Regions from separate parts of the Danio rerio genome. Here region 2 is linked to region 1. A link is a contact called in public Micro-C data. All regions are on one chromosome and are shown on one strand. The core of a region is the stretch at or near the end of the contact, and the rest is flanking DNA. Distances in the headings are between cores, read along the strand shown. Region 1 has its middle 86 kb from the start of rps24. Region 2 overlaps zmiz1a (zinc finger, MIZ-type containing 1a).

Region 1 (4,223 bases), core at 247-2,746:
AAATGAAAGACGTGTCAGCGCGATCTGTCGGACGTAGCACAGTGCTCATTCAGTAAAGGCACAGCTAAACAGATGTGTTTTCAGTTTTAAATTAAATGTGCCTGATTTTGGGGCACATCTGATAATTCCAGCTGCTGGGGGTGTAGTAGCTGAAGGCCGATTCACCCTGCTTTGAATTGGAATCGCTCTTGGAATTTCTAGTTTAATTGATTCTAAAGATCTGTGTGATCTGTTGGGTTTTTATTCAGTGAACATATCTGTAATGTTTTGAGGTCCTAGGCCATTTAGGCCAGTGTAAAAACCTGAGGACAGGTGTGATGTGCTCTGACTTTCTGGTTGTGATCAGAATCCTGGCAGCAGCAATCTGGATGAGCTGCAACTGTTTGGCCAGTGAGGAGTCCATTACAGTAATCCACCCTGCTGGTGATAAAATCATAAACAAGTCTTCACTGGAAACAAAGCATCTAATGTTTTTGAGATGATAGTATGCTGATTTGCTTACAGCTTTGACATGACTAATGAAATTCGTATCTGCCTCCAGAATAACACCAAGATTCTTGGCCATATTTTTTGTTGTTTGACCCTTAGTCCAGTTAATTTATCCACTTAGGGTGAGTAAAAGTCCTCAGGACTAGTTTTGTGAATGTACATGTACATTTAATCATTTGGAAAACACTTTTATCCAAAACACCTTACAAATAATGAGTTTAGAATTAAAGCATCAAAAGAACAACATGTATAAAATATATAACAATAAGTATAATGCAGTATTTATTGCAGAGTTATTGTCATAAGTCTAGATAATTTCTAAAGATAAATACATAAAAATTAGTCAAACAAAATCAAAGCAGTGTGTTATTTATGTACTCTATATAATTGTCAAATTGTGCAGTTTGAGTATGATTGATTTGTATTTATTTTTATTTAGAGATCAAATCTAATGCCGGTCGGATGATTTTTCCCAGATTAATTCCAGCAGCCATTGAATCAAGAGGGAGTTTAGCCGTCTCTTAATTTACTCTGAGAGCCACTGAGTAAGATGATTCTCAAGCAACTTGTCTCATGTCATCTAATGGAGATAATTAACAATCAAACCGAATATGACAGTGAACTTTACTCTCTCAGCCGCTCCAAGTTCAAATGCTAAAATTAGCCTCTAGGGAGTGCCGTAAATTCATTTTTGTGGAATTCAAACACACACTCACACATAAATAGGCTAAATTAAAAATTAACATCTTGTGCAGCAATAAATCTGAATATACTGCAGTTATTTCAGCGGTGGAACAAAGAGCCCAAACATCATACGTCTTGTTTCATCCTCTTTTGCTAAAAGAGGGGCAAATAAAGCGCGTCCAGTATTGGCTCTTCATTAAGCTCCAAATAAACCTTAACTTAGTCTTTATGTCCGTCCCCTACCTCTCCTCCTCAATCCTCTTTCTCCTCCTTTCTCTTCCTTCCTACATGGCCTGAGGGAGCAGTTAGCTCTCTGAATGCTCTCGCTCTATTGTGAGCTCACATTGATTGCCTCTACCCTCTCCAAAGCCAGTCGGGCCAGTCAGCATGGGGTACAGGCTGTCTGCTTTATCCGCCGCGGCTCACATTTTTCTGAGAAATAAAAAGAGGGGGAGAGAACCTCGTTCCTCCTCCACTCCTGCAAACAGAGAACCAGATGCATCTGTTTTACACCCCCCCCTCTCTTTTTCTCCCTCTCCCGCCTCTCCTCTCAGTGGCTGTACTCTAAAGGGAATCAATAGTGTACTTAAATGGATTTCTCTTGTGTCTTGTTGTCAAATACGTTGTGCACCTCTGCCTTTCTCCGTGTGGGCTGATCTTTGTGTGCTGCGGTAACGTCTCAGTGGCGCTCATTTATATGCCCTTGATCTGCATTTCCGCTCTTTGTCTGCTTTACACTTCTGTAATATCCTTTACACCTACCCAGTTAATAGTGCTTTGGCACAGTCGCTTGTGTTTCCTCTAAGGAGGTCTGTGAGGGCGATAGAGCGCTGTGTAAAGGAGCTGTAAATAATCTGCGAACGCTCAGTCTGTGTGTGAAAGCTTATGTCAGCAGAACTGAAACTCTCCTTCCATCATGTAGCTATGAAGTCCCAGCAGCATCAATCATTTCCCCTGTGATTGTCAGGGAATTAGCTGAGCTGTGGCGCTCAATGGAGAGTCGGCTCACGTCAGCTTGGGTCCAAAAGAGCAGCAAAATAGGGATCGGCGTCCAAATTGTCTTGTTATTGTGTTTTTTCGTTTGGCCTTTCGTTTCAGAGGGAAGTAGCTATTAACATAGTCATTTAAACACCTGCAAGAGCATTTAGGACGCTATTCGACACACAATGCTGAGGTTGAGTGCCATTCAGAGTTGAATTGGATTTTTATTTCCGAGTCAAATTCAATTCTTAAATTTGAAATGAGCTGGCAAACAGGATGCAGAATGACAGTACGTTTCTACTGGATGTGAAATAAATACATGAACTAAAACTGAACTTAAAAATTAAAGTAAAATATAAATAAAAGTAAACTTTACAAATGTGCTAAAAGATGTTGAACTATATGTTGGCTTTGCAATATTGACTGTCTCATCCTAAGGTTTTTGGAAAAAAAAAGTAAAAAGTGAAACTGCTGATCAACTGGGATTTTCATGCACAACCATTTCTAGGATTTACAGAGAATGGTCCAAAAAAGAAGAGAAAAATATCCAGTGAGGGGCAGTTCTGTAGGCACAAATGCCTTGTTGATGCCAGAGATCAGAAGAAAATGGCCAGACTGGTTTGAGCTGATAGAAAGGCAACAGTAACTCAAACACGTCCAACCTTGAGACAGATAGGCTACAGCATCAGAAGACCACACCGGGTGCCACTCCTGTCAGCTAAGAACAGGAAACTGAGGCTACAATTCGCACAGCTTCACCAAAATCAGACAATAGAAGATTGGAAAAACACTGCTTGGTCTGATGAGTCTCGATTTCTCCTGCAACATTTGAATGGTAGAGTCAGAATTTGGCATCAACAACACCAAAGCATGGATCTATCCTGCCTCGTAGCAATGGTTCAGGCTGCTGGTGGTGGTGTAATGGTGTGGGGGATATTTTCTTGGCACACTTTGGGCCCATTAGTACCTATTGAGCATCGTGTCAATGCCACAGCCTACCTGAGTATTGTTGCTGACATGTCCATCCCTTTATGACCACAGTGTACCCATCTACTGATGGCTACTTCCAGCAGGATAAAGCGTCAAGTCATAAAGCGCCAATCATCCCAAACTGGTATCTTGAACATGACAGTTAGTTCTCTGTACTCAAATGGCCTCCATAGTCATTAGATCTCAACTCAATAAAGCATCTTTGGGATGTGGTGGAATGGGAGATTTACATCATGGATGTGCAGCCGACAAATCTGCTGCAACTGCATGGTACTATCATGTCAATATGGACCAAAATCTCTGAGGAATATTTCCAGTACCTTATTGAATCTATGCCATGAAGGATTAAGGCAGATCTAAAGGTAAGGTCCAACACAGTACTACAGTAATGGCTGGTGGGTGTACACATAGATGGATTCTGGGTGCTCCGGTTTCCCCCACAAGTCCAAAGACATGTGCTATAAGTAAATTGGGTAAGCTAAATTGTCTGTAGTGTATGTATGTGATTGAAAGTGTATGGGTGTTTCCCATTGATGGGTTGCAGCTAGAACGGCATCCGCTGTGTAAAACATATGCTGGATAAGTTGGCGGTTCATTCTGCTGTGATAACCGTTGATCAATTAAGGAACTAAGCAGAAGAGAAAAATTAATGAATGAACATTAGGATATTACATATTTATTAAAAAACATTTAGAATATTTACACAGCTATTCATGTTATATTTATTTTTATTTGAAATATATGGAGTCCATTTAAACTCTACATCTGTACACAAATTTAAAAATTATTTTCTATGTTGATTCTGCAAAATAACTAGACTTTTTACTAGATCAACAAGTTTTGAAAAACATTCAAAACCTTTTCATAAACAGATTGATAAATATTATATTGTTTACATATAACAGTACAATATGAATAATAAAAGAACACTTTATTTCTCAGAATGCATTTATTGTCATCAAATTGATTTCAATTTATAATGGGTTTGACACCCTAGGTGTGAGCGAATCAGTTCAAATTCACACTCCTGACTTTAACATGGCAGTTTTTCAGTTGTGAATTTTTCACAACCTTTCCAG
Region 2 (4,484 bases), core at 556-3,055, 240 kb after region 1:
GGAGGCGGGGTTTAGATACATAACTAAATAATAACTAAAAACAAGATGGTTAAAGTTCTTAAACTTACAGAATATTCTTTTAGTACAATGCCCACTTACTATATGCCAAATGATCAAGGGAATTTTAATTTGTCAGTTCATTACCCCTTCAAATTACAGAGTCCTTACAGCAACTTTACTGTATGTGAGGAACTGACAAAGAATACTGTCATTTTTCCTCTCCAACTCAAGTCGCTAATCTCTTTTGTGTAGTTTGAATATGTAAACTGAAAAACAAAATAGGTGTGGAAACCAATTTCACTTTACTTTTTTCATGGAATAAATAAAGACATGCATGTGTGAGCTGTCCCTGAAGTGCAGTCTGTGGTAAAAACACCTCAGTGTGTGTGCGTGTGTGTACACATGTGGAAGTGTGTGTGTTCGTTAAGAGAGTGTGTGTGTGCTCGTTTACATTCCCCCAGCAATAAAGGCGCTGGAGACAGCTGAGCAGTCTTCATAGTCATTACTGGCTGATCGATTTAGAGAGGAAAGAGCCAAGACAGACGTCTGTCTCTCTGCAGCAGCAGACTCAGAAAGAGAGAGAAACCGAGAGACTCATGACACCACCCTCTCTGTTCAAATAGCCAGAGCAGGTTATTTTTTTTCTCATCTACTGTCTGTGAAGTAGATTTAGAGAAGAAAGAGGGGCATTGTTCTATGTATGAACGCGTCTTAGGGGAAAGGGAATATTTTATAAGGTCCCTTGCAGAATCTGTTTGATGGCAAAGTAAGACTAGAGGTGCAGCACTACTGAAACAGTCCCTGGCTTTTGTTTGTCTTCTGTATGCAGTCTGGAGCATGCTTTATTTATTGCTGTCAGGAGCATGTATAATATGTTATATTACATGGTAATATAATTTTTCAAGGCATATTTATATAGGAATTTTATTATTTGATTAGAGAAAAATGTATTTAAATGCTAATAATTACATTATGCCACTTTACAATTTGACATATTATAAATTTAAAATAAAAACTTTTCAGAGAAAATAAATAGTTCTCAGGGTGTTTGCCTTTTATTATCATAATTCATTTCCCCCTTGTTTTTAGCAATAGGTCAATACAAGATGTTAAATATAAGAACCTTGTTAGCATAAAATTAAAGTGTATTAAAAGAAAAGAATATCATGACAGGATAACCTGGTTTTAAGTATTATTTTTTGGAACCTAAAAAAGTTATTTTGTTCATTTTAATTTCATTACATTGTTTTAATTAAATGGCTTGTTACGGTTAATACATGTCAAAAAATATGACAGTGACCATTTACAATGACAAAATCTATCAAATTTTCTTACAAAAATGCTAGTCTATAAAACACACAACAGTTATTTGATAATTAATTATTGTGAATCTAAATTTTACTCTTGCCATCAATGACTCAGCTAGTAATGACTATCTAAATAGTGTCAGTTGCAAAGTGTGAGGGGCATTTGTATGAAGAGCACTTAAATGCAGCGCTACTTCAGCCATATGCGGCGTGTAGAATCGATTAGACCAGGATCTGGCTATGTGCCAACTGCTGCCATCCCGAAACGACTCCATCACCATGGCGAGAGGCTCATTTTGTCACCCCTCACAGGAGTAAAGTGCTGCCAGGACACATCCCCGGCATGACTCACTGTCCTCAGCACTGATTTTCATCTTCCATTTCTTGCTCTTTCTCTCCCCGTCTTCGTCATTCTGCCTTCACGACAGGGGAAGACAGCTCTTCTGTGGTAGGATCGCTGCTCAAAGTGCACTGCAGACCAAAAGCATATGATCCTATGAGAAGCATAATGACAGGCTGTTAAAGACGATCCCAGGCACTCGTGCATTTCTACTGTAATAGTAGTGACCTCTAGTGGCGAAGATATGAACTGATTAAAACATTGCAATATTTTTGACATCTTTCTCACCATTGTTTATATTAGGGGTGAGCTGTTTATGGATTGCCACAATTGTGAAGTAATACTATTTAAACACATGTGAATCAGATCAGGCAAAATCTTTAGACTAAGTAGAAACGTCCGTGCTGGTTAGAGCTAAACTCCAGACACTTCAAAAGTGGGACAAACCTCCAGCTTATTGAGGGTTAGAGATTTGAACAAGCTGCTAACCCTAAGAAATACCAACATTTAAACATAAGTGATAACTCAAATTGTTATACTTAAGCAAGAGATTGTGCAAAGCTATCAGTTTTATGATTTACACTAAAACAGATGCCACATTCCATAGATTTATGCTTCGTTTACACGGCAATTCTATAGCCAAAACAGGAAAGTTTTTCCCCTGTTTCACGTTTACATGACAACATTTTGAAAACGATATCTTTACATAATTGTGAAAGCAAATAAAACTTCTGTATAACATAGGAAAGGCCAGTATTTGGCACGGTCTCCTTAGTAAACAGTACCTGTAGGTAGGTAATGATGTGCAGTTGGGGGTGAGGTAGAATTTGCCATATTTGCTAGATGTGTCTCTGCTGTCGGCTGTAATGTGAAGTAAATCCATACTTTGTATTGCCAAAGTCAAACACTTTAGCAACAACACTAGCACATATTCCAGCGTTATTTTTTGTTTTCGCTTGCCTTTGATCTACACCTAAACATTAACCATGCACACGCATTGTTATCATTTTTAAAAACTCTAATTTTCAGGTGTTTACACTGACACAACGGTGCCATTTTCAAAACAAAAAAAAAGTCTTTTTTGAGACCCATTTTGAGTCTCTATAACATCATTGTCATGTAAATGAACAGGTAAAATCTATAAAAAGTTTCGAATATTTTGCTAAAAACTTGGTCGTGTAAACAGTCTCTTAGATTAAAGGATAGACCTATAGAATAGCCTTCCAGCTGCATAATAGCACAGTGGACAACAAAAATCAGAACAGTTTAGAAACAACCTTTCCCATCATGTCAGTGAGTTTTACTTCTGCTAAATAGCTAAAATGAGAAAGATTGCTGTTAAGCTAAAATGTGCATGGTGTCCTTGCCAAAGATCTTTGCTGATCTGCCGTTCTCTCTGTTTGTTTCTTCCTCTAGCTCTCCTATCGTCCTGGTGCGAGGAGCTGGGACGACTGCTTTTGTTGCGGCATCAGAAGAATCGTCAGAGCGATCCCCAGGGCAAAGTACCCTTGCAGCCACCCATGAACTCCATGAAGCCCTCGCTCTCACATGGGTCAGTACCCAGACAAAACTCCACCCTACCCTTACCCTGTTGCTCACGGTACCATTCCAGCACTGTTAAAACTCACAGAAGTCTTGCCCCTTCCTGCGTTCTCAGAATGTCCTCTTAAAATGAAGTCCTAGTGCACTCAACCAGCACAGAGTTGTTTGTTTTTATGTGCCATGTGATCACGATTGCTAGGCTTTCCCAAGAAGCCATTTCATTAACAGCTCTGTAAACATGACGACATCACTGCAGATATCATTTATTCTCAAAACATTTCAAACAAGGGCAGATAAAAACTTGATAATGTAACATTACTCTCAAATACGTCAATTGAAAGTTGGTATTCTATAATGCATAGCCAGAGAAAACATTACTGTGCTAGAGATAGGAGTGAGGTTAAGGAGATTCACTCGCTTAGTGATTTTTTTTACAGAACATTTTGTGCTTCAGGGCTGGCGATTGGCCTCCTAAACAAACATTACAACTTAATTGTCATGGAAAAACAAATGTCCTGCAGTCAAAAGGGAGCACTTTCTCTGTTGGGGAGTGTTGAAACCAGCTTTTCTCTTTCCCAATTCATGTTTGATGCAACTGATCTCACATGACTGCTTGAATGCTGTTTTGTAGTGATGGGTCCTTTCCATATGACAGCGTTCCCTGGCAACAAAACGCCAACCAGGCCCCAGGATCATTGTCAGTGGTTACAACGGTTTGGGGAGTTACTAATACGTCACAAAGTCAGGTGAGTCAGACTTACAGTGTTACTGAATCAAAACAGCGACGCTGATAACATTGATCTTACAACAGATGTTGCTTTTGATCTAGGTATTGGGTAACCCCATGGCCAATACCAACAATCCCATGAACCCTGGAGGCAACGCACTAGGGTCGGGTATGTCAGCCAACAACCCAGGGATTAACTCACCTCAGTTCCCTGGCCAACAACAACAGTTTTCAACTAAAGGGGGATCCAACCAGGCCTACATGCAGCAAAGCATGTATGGGCGTCCAGGTCACCCGGGAGGAGGCGGCTTTGCGGGAAGGTAATGTTTCAAGAAGTTTCAAGCTTGAATGATGGGAAGTTGTTTGACAAAGTTGCTTTGCATCACTCTGGGAGATTCAATAAGCTATAGAAGAGTCTCCCATTAGTGATACTTGACACAAGGTTTTAAAGCCAAGCCAACACTCAGTTCAAGGATGTTTTTCTCGAAAGGGATGATATCACCTTCTGGCTGTGCCAAGTGCTAATCCAGGAAAGATTTCTGTGCTGTTCCAATAAGCAGACATTTCT

Evidence for each region. Hi-C and Micro-C count contacts between places; a contact is called where the count stands out from the background.
Region 2: a Micro-C map of caudal fin shows a contact between it and region 1, with 4 times the contacts expected there. The contact joins two enhancer-like sites. A contact is called at or near these places in 5 of 18 Hi-C or Micro-C datasets (caudal fin, embryo, fibroblasts and 2 more) and 3 of 4 datasets of contacts at active chromatin or transcription factors (caudal fin, embryo and gastrula embryo).

What each region holds. Positions count from the first base shown.
Region 1 is chr13:33,705,030-33,709,252 of GRCz12tu, forward strand. No RefSeq gene overlaps it. Among named protein-coding and RNA genes, the nearest start is that of rps24, 86 kb to the left of the region's middle. Within about 2 kb of position 1,497, at least 36 of the 62 cell types and tissues checked have an H3K27ac peak or open chromatin away from gene starts, as enhancers often do. A contact at or near this core is called in caudal fin, where this site is marked.
Region 2 is chr13:33,942,551-33,947,034 of GRCz12tu, forward strand. zmiz1a (zinc finger, MIZ-type containing 1a) reads left to right here. Exons shown (of 22, transcript NM_001113339.1): 5 at 3,064-3,199; 6 at 3,821-3,935; 7 at 4,019-4,236. Among named protein-coding and RNA genes, the nearest start is that of ppifa, 22 kb to the right of the region's middle. Within about 2 kb of position 1,806, at least 25 of the 62 cell types and tissues checked have an H3K27ac peak or open chromatin away from gene starts, as enhancers often do. A contact at or near this core is called in caudal fin, where this site is marked.